3 separate regions of the Gossypium hirsutum genome follow, and all the other regions are linked to region 3. A link is a contact called in public Hi-C data. All regions are on one chromosome and are shown on one strand. Each heading gives the region's core, a stretch centred on a gene start, on an enhancer-like site or on the middle of the called end of the contact. The rest is flanking DNA. Distances are from core to core; before and after follow the strand shown. Region 1 holds the start of LOC107921001 (thaumatin-like protein 1). Region 2 holds the start of LOC107922242 (CTL-like protein DDB_G0288717). Region 3 holds the start of LOC107921026 (TSET complex member tstD).

Region 1 (3,544 bases), core at 182-2,681, 600 kb before region 3:
GGCTGTGTCCCTGACCCTTGTGACGTTGAGCCTGTCACTGGGGTAGCTTCTGTAGCTGGCGTAGCATCTCTCGAAGATTTTTGACTGCAACAAAATCCCACATCGTTGGAAACATTAAAAGGGTTAATAATCACTATAATCTTCATCATATTTAGAGTTTAGACAGCAATTTTTTTTTAAAAAAAAAGCAAGTGAATCATTTACCTAGGAGAAGAGGGACAAAAGGTAACCGTATAATCTGCTCCAGTACACGTGAAAGTGCTTGTAGCATCATCGTATGCATAGCTGTAAGATCTGGGACAAGCGGCCTTGAACATCTCAGAATAAACTGAAGGCTTACATGTGGCAGGTGTGCTATACGCGCCACTGCAACAATACTCGGGACTCCCGAATGCCTCACACGCGCTCTTGCAAGCGTCACCGTCTCCAACCCGGAGCTCCGACGGGCATTGACGGTTCAAGTCAGTTGTACACCCCGTCGAAGCACAAAAACCTGACCCACCACTGCCTTCAACGATCATGGGGATATTGTAGCCATCAACAAGGCTGACGTCGTAAAAATCTTGCCCACCCGTTCCCAGAGTGAACTCAGCCAGAGTCACGGGCGGAGCAGCTCCGAGTCCGTTACATTCCATCTGACCCGACCCGCAGTCGCCCGTTACGCACGTACCAGACCCGGATCCGTCAAATGTGCAGCCCGTTCGACCCCAAAAACGACCGGACCAGCCAGTTGGGGCTTGAAATGAACGAGACGAGTCCTTTGGTAGCTCGAACCCAGTGCTGTCGAGTGTAGGACTGCCTGCATTTGCTAATATCCCAGGCCACACCGTGTAGCCACATCGATTGACAAATGTGAAAGAAGCACCTAATGCACCTGAAAGAAAGAAAAAAAAACAGATGGGGTTTTTAGTGTAAATATAAGAAACCACGATGCTTGAGAGACTCCCAGAAAAAAGGAGAGAGCTGGGTTTAACCTTTAGAGTTCAGAGTTAAGACAATGAGATACAGAATAAGAGCTAATGAGCTAAAGGAGTGAAGAAGATCCATGTCTTAGAAGTCTCGTTTAGCTTAGCTTAGCTACAAGCCTAGAAGATTTCCAGAGCAGAAAAAGGAGGAATAATGGAAGAAGAAAGGACAAGCAGGGGAGGGTGAAGTGATTAATCTGCCCCCCGAACTCCACGAGAGAGGATATTGGCGAAGAAGAGAGTGAAAAGAGGAGGATGAATGATTAACTAAAAACGGACAAAAGTGTTAATGAGATAGAGAGAGTGCATATCAGTACACAGCCACTGCTATTGTAATATAATACTAATTCCTATATCCTTCCTTAATCTTGCTTTCTTTTTTAATCCTCTGGGCTTGTCCTTCTTTTCACTTGTTAACCCTTTTATTTTTGGTTTCTTCATTTTCTTTAAGTAGGAAGTACTGTTTGTTACTGTTGTCATCATAATTGTCAAAAGAAAAGGTCAATTATTTGGTCTATTTTGTTTGACTTGCAGGGTTTTCGTTGTAAACCCAAACAAATAGTAATACTGGGAGGAGAATCTGGGTATGAAATTCCAAACAAAACCTCAACCCTAGTTTAGATAAACGACCAGAGCTGGAATTTGGTAAGAACCTCTATATGGGGTTGAGTTGAGAGGAGACGACCATCTTTTGGGTGGTTGATGATGTATTTGAGGGAATTTAGACTTACCACATCCTGTTTTTTTGGTGTTTCTTTTCAGATTTCAGCAATAGAAATCCCTTTTCTTTTATTGATATGTAAATTAAGTCCAAAAACAACATTGTATCATTGCCTAAAATCAAGTCATACCAAAAACATTTTACACCAAAAAAGTAAATTTTATAGAAACATCAACAACACAAATACAAAGTCACATCATTAAATGCTCCGCCATTGAAACAAATTACATGAATTCATGCATCGAATCAATATTGATGATTTTATCCGACAAGACGTAAGCTCCAAGTCGAGCAACCGGTGCAAGAAGAGCAATGTGAGAGTAAGAGAGTTGACTACTGAAATATCTTCCATTTAACCCTTATTCTTCATTTCTTTACTAAGAAAAAATTAGTCACTCAAGTATAAAAAAATTAATTTTGTCACTAACACTCTAAATTGTTTTTGTTTTGATCACTCTTTGTTAAATCTTTAGTAGGAATGATGCCGTGAATTTTCTTAATTGTTATAATAACACATTTAGTGTTCAATACTTTCATATTCTACCAATTTGATCATATTTCTAAATAGTTCAATCAATTTGACACTCCACATTTATAAATTCTATCAATTTATTCCTTAAAAATATATAATTAAATAATTTTCCCAACATTCTTATTCTGAAATCGAATCATCATCATCTCCACCAGGAAAGCATAAAGCTACCGACGTTAATGAATGTAAAGTTGTAAACCTGAATCAAGTTCAAAAAGTTTCCGCTTTGAGGACAAGCCAGAGTTGGTCAGGGATGAAGCTATGGTGGAAAATCCTGTGCAATGACAGCTTCACTCAATTCAACTCATGATTTCGTCTATTGCACCAGCATCTAAATCAACTCATGATCTGTATATCCATTAACAATGCATGTGTAAAAGTTGTTTCATTTGTATGCATGACGTTTGGGAAATTTGGAGAATTGGATTTTGCGAGTAAATCAGCTTAAGCTTCACCTTCTTCCAATATTTTCTTCCCCTAAACGAGCCTTATTTTTAGCTTCTTTTCGTTTGTTATTGCTAGGCTCGAAAATATAATTCGGATATCATTGGTTGTAAAAATAAATTTTAAGTTAATATTTTAATTATTCACTAAAAGTAATACTAAATAAATAAGAATCATTGAGACGTTTAATATTACTGAGAATAATTGAGAATGAATTGATTCTTTATTATTTTTGGATTGATTTGTTTTTTTTTTAATTTTCCGAATTTGATATTTCAATTATAAACTATATTGAATCTTTAAAATTCTTGATAAAATTTATAGGTTTTGATTCTTTTAATAAAATTTTAGGATTTTATAAATATAATCTAGTTTAATATTTGCATAAGCTATTCGAAAGATGAATGTTTATATATTTATAAATTCACTTGATAAGCAAATAAATAAATGTTGTTAAGATGTTTTGTTTTTCTTTTTGCACTATTTGTTTTAAATTTTATGTTTGTAGTTGAATGTATATGGAATTATCATCTTTTGTTTTTATTCATGATGAATTAATGCATGATTATAGTTTGCGTGAGTAGGTGTTTATAACCATTATTCAAGAATATATATTTTATAGTTTAATTGGTGAAATTAAGTTTTGATGGATATTGTTGAAGTTGTTAATTTTTTTTTGTTATGGTTATATATTCAATTTTATGGGTGCTTTGGTGCAAATCCATGTCAACTATATACATGTCTAAATAATTTGGTTTTAAGTTTAGTTCTATAATATTAGGTTTTGGCATCTTATGGTTCCAAATATTTGGTTAAATTATGATGATATGGTTTATTGTATGAATTGTGGGATATGACAACTATTATGATTTTGTTTTTGGG
Region 2 (3,299 bases), core at 339-2,838, 710 kb before region 3:
TAAGCTTTATCACCAAGATCATAATCTTTGATAATTAATCTATTTAAACAGTCAGGTATTCATAATGTAAGCATGCATCCAAAGTTCAAAGCAGCCACTCAGAAACACAAAAATATAAGTTCCAATTCAAGCTTAGTTTGAACTACCCTCACAAAGAAGCACAAATCATCTATAATAATATATTGAAATGCAAAGATCTTTATTCAGAAAAGCTAAAAACAGTAGCAAGTTACCTCAAAGATCTCCTTATGCTCCGGTGAGGTTTCGTATCATCTTTGGAGAAGTACCACTGAGCAATGGTGCCACTGGTAACATAAACCTGAGCTTCCACCATACTGGTCAAGGACCACAACATTGTCAAAATAGCCAATGTAAAATAAGCAGGCACCCAGCTATCTTGTTTCCAAACACAAGTATACTCCCCATTCGATTCTTTAGCCACAATTTTCCCATTAAACCTAGAAAACACCAAGAACACAACAATTGACGCATAATAAGCCAACAATCCAACGGTCAACAACGGTATCACCAAAAACAACCCTAAATTCCTCGAAAGCGCATCGGAAGCAACCCCGATAATCCTCACAGTCAACTCGATCCGATGCCAATTAGCCACAATGATCCAAACAATAACCCCAACTATTAACAAAATGAAAATAAGCACCAGAATTCTATAGACCAAAGGGAAAGCATCACTACAAGAAGAGCTCAAGGTACAAGCAACGAACCAATAAACATCAAAGAAAACCGGCATGATTATAAAGAAAGGAAGCAAGACATAAACGATCTGCTTGGTGTAGTGTTTGAGTAATAAAAGCAAAAGCAAACATATGGGTACACTTAAAACTGAAGTTATCACAAGGGTCCATACTAAATACGTCCAAAGACTGGAACTTGACAACGCAAAAAATGAAGTTTCAGAGACCCATAATTGACTTGATAAAAAGGAAGTATCTTGAACGCACGAAGTGGAATTGGAATCGTAGGTGAAGGCCGAAACGTTGGAGTAGTTGCCGTTTCGATGGAAGATTGAGAAAATACCGAAAGCGAAAGTGCAGAGGACGAAGAGAAGGAAGAGGATGAGGAAAGGGAGGTCTTTGAAAGGTCTGGGCCCGTAATTGAAAGAGATCTGGAGGGACTGAGTTGGGTCGGATTCGGAGGGGCCGGATTGAGGTGGTTCTTCGATTGGAGGAGATGGGTAGGCAGAGCCGGTGGTGGGTTTGAAGAGGAGAGGTTCGGTGGAGGAAGCGGCGTCGTATAGAGATGTGGGTTTGGAAGTGGTGGTATCTTCTTCCGTGCTGCCCATCGCAGCGACGAATCAAGGGACGGAGAAAACAAAACAACCGTGGGGAGAGACGTTTTATCTGATTAGCAAGAAGAAATTTTAGGACTTTGGCTTTCAATAATTATTGTTTTGTTCGTTTTAGTACTTTTTGGGGGGATTTATTTAATTTTAAATTTATTTGGGGGTTTTTGTTTGACTGTTTGTTCATGGAATGGAAGCCGAATTACTAAACTGAGAGCTGGAGAAGAAGATGAGTGGGTTTGGACCGTTTGGTCGTGGTGGAACGGAACTGTTGAAGTGCCACGTGGAACTATTCATTACTAAAATAAATATGAGATAAGTCCATTATTTTCGGGTGAACTATTACTTAAAAATGTCAAAGAAATATAGTTTTTTTTAAATAATTATAATTAAATTTCAATAATATATTTTTAATTATTAGAAAAACACTAAGTGAATTTAACAAGTGTACATAATGAAGTAGTTGGAGTTGATGACCACGATTCATGGTATCAAAAAGCAACAACAAAGGCGTTCAATCCATTTTTGTTTTTTCATCTTGTTAATTTTAGTATTAAAGTGGTAATTTATGACAGATTTTGTCACTCTTAGATCAATCCTTTTTTTCTTGTGATCTAAGGGAAAGATTATACCTACTTGGTGATTTACCATAACATAAAATTATCTTTACTTAATACATTATCAAATATATTATATTTTTTATTTCATTTATTTAACTCAAATATAAAATCTTATTATTTAAAGTATGAAAAATATTATTACACAAAATGTTATATTTTCTCAACTAAAAGTAGTACGACAAAATGTTATAGAGTAGACATGCTAAATTTTCTCAACTAATAATAATTAAGTTATCATTATCGGTTGTAAAGAATATAGTTTTATATATATTTGATTCTCTAATTTTATAAAAAAAATTATTTTAGTATTTTATTTAATTTTGACCTAATTGCATAAAATACCCTCAACGTTTATAGATTTTTAGGTTTGGGCCCTTAATCCCTTTTTTTATTGACATCCTCAATATTACGATTTTTTAAAAATTAGTCTAATTTTAACGGTAAACGTGAGTTAACCGTCAATCAAATGACAAGTTAACGAAATAACCTATGTGTCATGTCACATTAGCACAATGTTATAGATGACATCATCAAAACAATTTTCTTTCCCATATTCTTTCTTTCTCTCTTCCCTTCTCATTGTTGCTCCAATAAAACATTTTTTTCTCAACGTTTTCCCAAATTTTCTCTCTTTCCAAACACCCAAATTCAAATTGAAAATACATATTTCAAAAAATAAAGAATAGAAATTAATAAATTACAAAAGATGATTAAACTCACACAAAATTATTTTTGAAACAAACAAAGAAATGGCAGACTCAATCTTAAAAAAATGAAAAAGGAAACATTAACGTTGAAGTAGTAGAACAAGAAAAGTTTCATTGTCTTTCTCTGTTCAGTCTCTGTGATTAACTTGTGAGCTAACTGAATTTAACTCAAGAGAGAAAAAGAATGAATCAGGAAGCGTTTATTTATAGCTTCATTGCTCGAGGAACAACGATCTTGGCTGAATACACTGAGTTCACTAGGAATTTCCCAGCAATCGCAGCTTAGTGTTTGCAGAAACTCACTTCTTCCAACAACAAGTTTACTTACAATTGTGATCACCATTCCTTTAATTTTCTTGATGAAGATGATTATGGTAATTCCCAGAACTTTGATCTTTTTCTTTCTTTCTCTGTTTTTTTTCCAGAAACAAATAGGATTGTGGAAGGTTTAAAAGCTGAATTTTGGAGGTTAAAGTTGATAGATCTAGCTCAATTAGTATAAAATGGGATGTGGAATTTGCTGAATTTTTGTTAAAACACTAGAAAGTTAGCTTCTTTTTGTTGTAGGGATTCGTTTTATTCCATTTGGCTGGTGAGAAACTGAAGAAAATGGTGGTGTGCATATAAATATAAATATATATGTATCTATATTATGTTTTAATGGAT
Region 3 (3,377 bases), core at 169-2,668:
TACAATAGAACTAAAAATGAATGCTGTGCTCATTGCAGTCCATGCAAGACTTGAGCAATTAACTAACAATTCTGTGCTAATGGCAGATGCAAGCGTTTGACATAGTTCAATCATGTTAGAACAGATCAACAAAATCACAACCATCAAAACCTTTAAAATTCAACAAAATCATGCAATGCGATTTAGCTGTACACTTTCTCACTTCAATGCCCACTTTCAAGAATTCAAATCGAAACTTACCATAACTCAAATCTAACCTTATATTCATACTTAAGAACTTAAAACTAACCTACAAACATTGAATTCTCTGTTGAAAACTCAAATTTTCCTCACTTAGACAACAAGAAATCTAATTAGCATGGTAAATCTAACTTGGAAAACAACAAGAAATCTTAGAAATCTTGACTCTCTCTAACCCAACAAACATGAGCATAGTTTTAAAAATGAGGAAATCATTGGAAATTAAGTTTCATGGATAGAAAATCATTAAATTAAGTTACATCATCATTGCCTAGTTGGATTTTCCAAAAATCAAAGTCAAGAACAATCAAGAAATCGATCTCCCTTCTTTTCCATATTCTTACAAAAATAGAAAAAATATGGAAAATCATGTTTTGATCTTAAAAACATAGAAAATCTTGCTAGAAATAAACTTTTCAAGATTGATTGATAAGAATCAAAAGCTTAAAAAAATTATTGAAAGAATTGAGAGAAATTTTGAAAGAAAATGTAGAGCAAATTGTGTTCATGAAATGAAATGGTTCATTCAATATTTCAAAAAAAAAAAAATCTAATTTTCCATGGCATTAAACAAAAAAATTTTGAATTTTGAATTTTGAATTTTAAATTTTATAACAAAACACAGTTTTGAACAAACATAACCAGATCTTTGACATAAAACATAATCCTTGAGGTAATGCTCAATTATGTTATCAAAAAGAAATAAAATCCCATTTCCAATTCCATAGATCATGAACAGCCACAACAGATCATGTGTTTGCCAAACATCATCCATTTCCAATTTCTACCAAATCAAATCCCATCCAGAAAGTAGAATAAAATTATTCGATTTCCATAAAAAAAAGACCCATTAACATCTATACAAAAAAGATTCAACTAATTCAACAAACTAGAAGCGATAAAGAGCATAATTGGAAAAATCAGCAAAAGAAATCAAAGCATAAGATGGGATGGGATGGGAGAAAATGGAGGGGTAGACGTACCGTTCAACTAAGATGTTGCCTTTAGAGTTGGCGAATAACACCGCGAGAATCATGGCGATGAATCTCCCTCTCTCAGATACTCCCTTTTTCTCTTGAGGTAGGGAGACGGAGATCAGCTAAGTTACTCCTGCTTTGTTCTGTGTCGTCAATCGTCGTTTTCTTTCCCATTTTCCTTTCTTTATTTTACGTTTAGTTCGGGTCGGATCAGATGTCGGGTTGGATGAGTTTTGTATTGTTGTTATACCTTTAGTGGCATTTAGGGAAAATCGCTACTATTTCTTGACCTTTTGCGGCACTATTTCTACAAACGCCGTTATAGAATGACTTATTGCAGTGTTTTTCGTTTAGTAGTGACTTAGTGTTTTTAACTGAAAATTTTGCTGTTGGCCCAAAACAAATACAAGAAGCCGAATGTTTGGTCCATGAAACATGGCACGATGGCACGGTAGGGCAGAAAATTGAACAAGTGCCCGGAGTCACCAACAGTCACTAATGGTATATATTTGTGGCATTTTTTAATACAAATACGGTTAAAAGTTCAACCTTTGCGGCGTTTTCGCTCCAAACGTACGAAAAATGCCGCTAAAGGCTTAATTTGTTGTAGTGGAGCTTTCATATATATAAACAAAAAGGGTGTCAACCATCAATGTACCATCACCCCAAATTTTTTTTTAAAATTTAGTATAAGGGTGTTGATCATCACTGTCCTAGCACTAAAAAAAAAATTTGTGGTTCCCAAAAAAGTGGGTGTTGGCCATCAGTGTGCCAACACAAAAAAAAAAGTTATAAAAAAAAGTAGTGTCTGCCATTTACTGTCCAGCACTCAATTTTTTTTAAATATCGGTATAAATGTATACCGATATGCTACGATTTGAAAAAAAAATACATAGTTCCGACCATCTAGTGTCCAGTACCCTAAAAAATATTTTTTTTAACCCCTGACACAATCATTAGGCAATAATTGTGTCAAAAATTTAAGTGGCGTCGGCAATTAAGTCCCCCTTACCCAAGTTTATTATTTATTTTAGGTTATTTAGGTGATTGTTTTTTAACATCGGTCATTTTTTTAATTAATTATTTTTTTGGATCATTTGGGTAAAATAACTAAATAATAAAAAAATGGTATAAAACATAGATTAATTATGAAAATGAGATGTTTGTTTTAAAGTAACATTCATATGCCAATTATTTTCGAGGGAAAAAATTTATATGGTGTCGTTTAATGCATTGACAGCATTGATTTTTATTTTAAAAATATATATTTCTTAAAATACCGAACAAATAATATACAAATACAAATAAAATAATTTTTTTATGTCGCCTGACATGTTAATCGTATCAGTTTAATTTTTTTTTTAAAATGCTGACAACCTTTCCATCCATGAGATAAGAGCTGGTGATGGAGCTCATCAGATTACTCTTATTCATTGCTTTCTAATATCTTCTTCCTCGACCCTTGCTTTGGTGTGGGTAGCAAGGACGGAGTCAAAAATAATTTTTAGGAAGGTCCAGAATTAAATTATATATCTTTATGATAATAAAAGTCTAATTTCACTATTTTAATAGCTTATATCTTTATAATTTTTAAAGGATTGAATTTAATTTTTATATTTTGAGGGGTTAAAGTATAATTTTACCATTATTAATTTAAAATTTTATACATAATAAAGAGACTCAAATATAAAATTTTTCATTTTAGGGAACCGGCTCCTGACTCCGCCCTTGTGGGCAGGTGCTATCTTCTTTCCCTCAAACTCTTAAAATCTTCAATGAAATGACCTACTTTAAACAACAGCCAGCTACTTATATCCCACTTAGCTTCTCTATATAACATAAACCACAAGCTTGTTATAGATTTGATATTCCTTAAAAAGAAAAAAAGAAAGAAAACAAACTGATGAGTTTAATAGATATATGAATTTTATAACTTCAGATCATTTTTTAACCATGTAAAAAAGAGAACATATCAAAACCTCTAATTTAACCCAGCACACAGGAAAAAAGAAAACATATGTCATATATGTAAATACACAAGTTTAATATATCAGTAAAAGGTGCTATGTTTGTAATTACATCAACCAATACAAAGAAAACCCAAGAAATTTATGCAATACCCAGAAGAGAATTATGCTCCAAAAGATGAAATTTTTATTT

What was found. Hi-C and Micro-C count contacts between places; a contact is called where the count stands out from the background.
Region 1: a Hi-C map of leaf shows a contact between it and region 3, with 2.5 times the contacts expected there. The contact joins the promoter of LOC107921001 here to the promoter of LOC107921026 in region 3. A contact is called at or near these places in 2 of 34 Hi-C or Micro-C datasets (callus and leaf).
Region 2: a Hi-C map of leaf shows a contact between it and region 3, with 2.4 times the contacts expected there. The contact joins the promoter of LOC107922242 here to the promoter of LOC107921026 in region 3. A contact is called at or near these places in 2 of 34 Hi-C or Micro-C datasets (callus and leaf).

Annotation. Positions count from the first base shown.
Region 1 is chrD01:54,750,878-54,754,421 of Gossypium_hirsutum_v2.1, reverse strand. It overlaps LOC107921001 (thaumatin-like protein 1), which reads right to left and starts at 1,431. Exons shown (of 3, transcript XM_041087432.1): 1 at 975-1,431; 2 at 205-874; 3 at 1-84. The coding sequence starts at 1,047.
Region 2 is chrD01:54,863,101-54,866,399 of Gossypium_hirsutum_v2.1, reverse strand. It overlaps LOC107922242 (CTL-like protein DDB_G0288717), which reads right to left and starts at 1,588. Exons shown (of 3, transcript XM_016852162.2): 1 at 234-1,588. The coding sequence starts at 1,306.
Region 3 is chrD01:54,152,315-54,155,691 of Gossypium_hirsutum_v2.1, reverse strand. It overlaps LOC107921026 (TSET complex member tstD), which reads right to left and starts at 1,418. Exons shown (of 5, transcript XM_016850878.2): 1 at 1,224-1,418. The coding sequence starts at 1,276.